Regions from separate parts of the Zea mays genome. Here region 1 is linked to region 2. The links are chromatin contacts, called in public Hi-C maps. All regions are on one chromosome and are shown on one strand. Each heading gives the region's core, a stretch centred on a gene start, on an enhancer-like site or on the middle of the called end of the contact. The rest is flanking DNA. Distances are from core to core; before and after follow the strand shown.

Region 1 (2,700 bases), core at 180-2,679, 180 kb before region 2:
TGCAGAACTTGGAAATCCATATGCAACAATCTAAAGCTAGCAGGCAAACAATATATGCTCATTGATATAACAACTTAGACCACTACTGCAGAAGCCATATTCAAAATTTCAAAATAGCCAAGCGAACTGAAATTGCAACGACATAATTAACTCAGTAAGCCTCTTCACACAATCAGGAAAAGAAAAAAAAGCACTTTCAATAGAAGTAGCTATAGCCAGGTACTTACCAATATAGCCACTGAAAGAACTCTTGAGAAGCTATTTTTGCACACAAAGCAAGCAACCATCACCTGTGTGAGATAATAGAAAGAGTGGATGTATTAGATAGTTCAGCATGGGGTACGGGAACGAATGGCATTGGCTAGCGCTTCTATGGAGCAGTGGAGCACTGAGTCGTGTGCATGGACTCGAGTGGTCTCCTTTTGGTTCAGAGCATGGCGCGAGCCGTACTGCAAAGCCCATCGCTAAAAAAAAGAGACATATTGAAAGCCATCAGAACATCTTCTTCGGAATAGAATAAGATATAAACCGTACGTAAGCCAGAACGACAAAGTGTTGACAGCGAATCTTGCGAACCCCGGTCTGCCTTTGTGAAGATTTGAGATGCAGTAGTTCGCGAGTCCCTCGGATCCCCATATGCTCTTGAGTACAAACCCCTACAGCTCGTTTTGCCGTGGCGGGAGCTGCAGTCGAGCGCTAGCAAGCACGGGGATCTCTGCGCGGTCAGACTGCAGCTGCATCTTGTCTCTGCTTTCGTCTCGCCTCGCCGCCCGTTATCATCATATACTACCAGCCAGCCAAGGGCAGCGCGGCAGCCGCCAGGGACAGCAGCCCCGCATGCGTGCTCCCCGCGGACGACGAGACCAGGCCGTTGGGCAGAGCGCCAGAGCGCCAAGCCATTTTTACGTGGGCTGGGCACCTGCACCAGGTAGTGAATAATGGAGTCGGTGTGGGTCAGTGTGCTAGACGTGAACATGATGAGCCATGGAGATCGGTGTGGACTGTGGAGGCAGGACGTCGGGCCTTTCAACAATGATGATAGATGGCTCTCCCCATCCTTGCACGTTCCAATACTCCAGGCTCCCGTCCCGATCCCGATCGATCGTCGGCCGGTAGCTTGTCCACACCCATGGCAATGGCGTGCGCGTCATTCCCCTCTCCCCCCGCCTATGCAATGCAAGTCTACAGCGTCCTCGGTGTGAGTGTGACGATGCATGCATGGCGCTGAAAGATCATGGCCGCAGCAGCAGTAGCTGCATGCTTTGCCGGTTTGCCCTTCCTGCGTCTGCGTAGGAGTAGTGCGTATAGACACCCTGTTGCTGTCACGCCGCCGGATTTCCTTTTTGCACTCGGCTTCCGTACCCAACCAGCACATAGTACATAGCACAACACCCTTCTCCTCTTTTAAGCACCCTGCCTTCTTTCCCCCTGCGCTTTCCACCTCCGTCATTCCATCACTTCCCGGCCGGCTCCAGCTTTGCTTCCTCCGCTCGCCTGTCAGAGGATTCCTCGCTTTACGCTTCTCGACTTCTCGCCGCGCCGCGCAGACGTGATCTGAGTTGAGTCCGTGACGATCGACGCTGAGGCCGGTAAAGATCGAACGGAGATGGCAGCGGGCAGTGGTGGTGGTGGTGGTGGCTCGCTGCTGCTGCGCGGCTTCCTGTCCCTCTTCTTCCTCCTGTTCCTCCACATTGGCCACGGCGGCAGCTGCTGCTTCTCGCCCGGCGCTGCCGCGCGGGCGCAGCAGGAGGAGGACGAAGCAGCGGAAGCCGACGGCAAGGTAGTAGGAGGCGGCGGTGGGAGCAACAAGAGGAGGAAGATATCGCCGTTGATCTTCTCCCCGGCAGCGTCGTCCACTGCCGTTACAGCCAGCGACGATAGCGCCGGAGCCCCGCGCAGGCACGTGTCGTCTCTCGCCGCCAGCCTCCGTCTCTACCTCCACCGCATCTTCCGCTCCGGGTCGACCGGGACCAAGAATGGCGGCACCGTCGTCGCGGGAAGGGACGGAGAGGAGGAGGCGGTGGCCACCACCGTGTCTTCGCCGATTGCCCAGTCGCTGCCGCATCAGCCTTCGTCGACGTCCGTGGTGCTGTCCACGCCGTCGTCGCCGTGCGCGTGGTCGTCGCCGTTGATGATGTCGCCGCTCTCGGTGCGCTCCCTCAGCGCCACCCCGTTCCCGTCGTCGCCGCAGCAGAAGCTGCTGCAGGCGAGCAGGCAGTCGTTCCGGTCGTTCGCCGCCCGCGGCGACGTGTTCCCTTGCAAGGTGTGCGGCGAGGTGCTGGGCAGGCCGCAGCTGCTGGAGCTCCACCAGGCGATGAAGCACTCCCTGTCGGAGCTCACCCACCTGGACTCCAGCCTCAACATCATCCGCATGATCTTCCTCGCCGGGTGGAGGCCCGCGGCGTCCGGTGCCGGTGCCGGTGCCGGTGCCGGCGAGGCCCCCGCGGTCCGCCGCGTCCTCAGGATCCACCACAACCCGCGCGCGCTGGCCCGCTTCGAGGAGTACCGCGACCTGGTCCGCGCCCGGGCCGCCCGGCGCTGCGGCGGCGAGGGCGCCGTGGTGGAGGAGCGCTGCATCGCGGACGGCAACGAGCGCCTGCGCTTCCACTGCTCCACCATGCTCTGCTCCCTGGGCGGCGGCGTGTGCGGGAGCCCCTACTGCTGCGTGTGCAGCACCCTGCGGCACGGGTTCGCGGGCAA
Region 2 (2,700 bases), core at 180-2,679:
GGCACGGTCATCCTCCCCTACTGCATGCAGAGCGGACCCAAGGTCACAGTGCGCATCAGCATAGTCTTCCTTCAAGAAGATGGCCTCCTCCAGTGCCTTCTCAGCAGCTCGGTACTCCCCAACGCCAAAGAGAGCGCTCCCCAGGAGCTTGAGTGCCCTGGCATGAGATGGACACAGTATGGCAGCTTCTCGGTAATGCTCACAGGCACCAAGTACCATCCCCTCGGCCTCCATGGCAATACCAAGGTTGACATGGATCTGCGGGAGAATGTCCGCGGACTGTGAGCCGCCAGCCTCCGCGGCCTCAAGGGCGAGGAGGTACTCCTCCTTGGCTTCTGCATGGCGACCGAGGGCGTACAGGCAGTTCCCCGCGCGGAAGTGGGGACGGACGTCAGTGGGCTGCAGCTCACAGGCGCGGCGGAAGCTGGCTAGGGCGTCTCGGAAGAGGCGGTGCTCAGAAAGCGCCCGGCCGATGACCATGTGGTTGTCGAATGCCTCCTCGCGCGAGCGGGAGGCGTCGGCGCGCGTGCGGAGCACGGCGAGTTCCTTGACGAAGGTGAGGTAGTCGCGGCTCGTCTCGTCCCACGGAGCGGCGGTGGATGCGGAATCCGCCGCGCCGGAGATCTCCCTGGACCACCCGGCCTCGGAGAAGGAGTCGAAGTTGTTGTTGCCGGCGCCGTCGATGGAGCCCTTCCGCAGCTGCTTTGAGCGGAGGCGCTTGACGAGTATCTCCAGGTCGTCGAGGAGTCCCCAGGAGGAGTCGAAGGCGATGCCGTGGTTGGGCGAGGTCGCCCAAGCCGGCGCGGCGACGGCGGCGCGGGAGCTGACCGACGGCGCAGCGCCGCCGGCGCCGAGCGGCTTGGCGTGGTCGTCGAGCAGCGATGCGGCGGCGGCAGCCCCGGAGGGCGGGGAGGAGTGGGCGGCAGCGTCCCCTGCGGCGATGTCCGGGGAGGAGGCGTCGGAGTCGACGGCGGGTAGGGAGAGCGCGAGAAAGTCGCGGTCGACGTCCCCGGCGCCGTCATCGTAGGTGCGAAGCAGCCCTAGTAGGGAGAGGCCCCTGCCGTCGGGGAGGATGAATTCGCCGTAGGTGTGGAACACCTCGTCCAGGATGGCGGAGATCTGGTCCTCGCTGAACTTGACCCGCGGGTTGACGGCGACGACGAGGGCGGCCATCTCGTTCCGGTCTAGCCCGCCGTCCCCGTTGGTGTCGAAGCGCTCGAAGATCCTCCTCACCTTCTCCGCCCGCGACCCCCGGCCGGCCGACGCCGCGGACGCGGACAGCGCCATTACGGCCCGCTGCGCACGGGAAAAACCAGCCGGATTACGGCGAAAATTCGGGCACGCAGCGCGGGCGCAGCGACGGCACGGGTAGGGGATTTGATGCGGGAAGGGGGAGTTCAAGAATGCCGGGTGGGCCCGGCCAGGATGGAGAGCGGAGAGGAGGGGAGGACGGAGCGGAAGGGGCGGCGGAGTCGTGTGCTGGACTGCTGGCTACTTGCGACTGCTAACGAGAGGAGACGATGCTAATGATGACGGTGGATGGGTGGGCACGACCGCACGAGGGGTGGCAGTGGCACCGCGTTGGCAAGCCTGGCTCGCAGCGTTCGTTAGGTTCACATGGATAGGGCGCTCCGCCGTCCGCCCCCGCGCCGGTGCTCGTTCCGCCCGCCCGCCCGCCACTGGTCAACATCGGCGCGGGTTTGGGCTGGACTTTGGAGAGACACAAGATACGCTAGCTGCTCGCCGATGGCGGCGGGGCCGGGGCGCGTCTCGCTCTCGCGCGTCGCTGTGCTGCTGTAGTGCTGTGAGCGGTGGAGTGGCAGTACGGTACAGCTGCGGCGACAGCAGCTGGATGGGTGAGGGATCTGCCCGAGACCAATCGTATAATTGTCCATGGATATATAACTCGAAAATCTTAAAGCAGCAGCAGCAGATGGCTCTTTTTAAGAGATTGATCTGTTCAATATCCAAATTACCAAATCTATGGAGGATGCTTTGCACTCCACGCAACACTTTGACTTCTTATTTTACAGGTATATTGAATTTTACAAAACCTTGTGGCAGAAGAAGCCTTCGCTTACAAGTTGACACTCTTTATTGACATATACATAATTAATACTTTCGAATTGTATAATACTTAAACCATAGAAAGGCAGTAGAGGGCAGCCGCACTTTGAGGCTATTCATTCAAGCTCATCAAAATTTAAATAAATTAGAGAAACTTATATAAATTAGAGAAAAAAATCAAGATAGGAATCCAATCCAGGTCACAGAAATCGCACATGAATTTTATAGAAATCGATCCAATTTCTTAGCAGCAAAAAAACACAGGGATCGGATAAATTTCACATAAATCAATTCAATTTAGCAGCGAAAACACAGCACTGGTGAAATTTCCTGAGTTCCAAACACTGCCTGAAAGGGTCTGCTAATGGAAATACATAGACGGTAACAATCAGTCGCACAAGACAAACTCTGCCAAGTCTACTAGGGGCACAAACCAACAATAAGCTTCGCAAAGAAATTTGCTGCGTTAAATCTACCATAAACGGCAGTCTTTTTTTGATCCAGTGGCAAGTCAATAGTGGTACATAGGTTCTGAACTTCGGCAATAGATTGACGTATTAACATAGCAGTATCTCGTACGATACTAATGTGATACATAAATTATATTCTATGCATAATATATCTCCATGCCAA

What was found. Hi-C and Micro-C count contacts between places; a contact is called where the count stands out from the background.
Region 1: a contact with region 2 is called in a Hi-C map of endosperm, with 2.9 times the contacts expected there. The contact joins the promoter of LOC100194357 here to the promoter of LOC100281182 in region 2. A contact is called at or near these places in 8 of 25 Hi-C or Micro-C datasets (bundle sheath, ear, endosperm and 4 more).

Annotation. Positions count from the first base shown.
Region 1 is chr1:38,159,444-38,162,143 of Zm-B73-REFERENCE-NAM-5.0, reverse strand. It overlaps LOC100194357 (nucleic acid binding protein), which reads left to right and starts at 1,429. Exons shown (of 1, transcript NM_001139392.2): 1 at 1,429-2,700. The coding sequence starts at 1,607.
Region 2 is chr1:37,980,410-37,983,109 of Zm-B73-REFERENCE-NAM-5.0, reverse strand. It overlaps LOC100281182 (calcium ion binding protein), which reads right to left and starts at 1,429. Exons shown (of 1, transcript NM_001154101.3): 1 at 1-1,429. The coding sequence starts at 1,287. LOC100282337 reads right to left here. Exons shown (of 4, transcript NM_001155249.2): 4 at 2,510-2,700. The coding sequence ends at 2,675.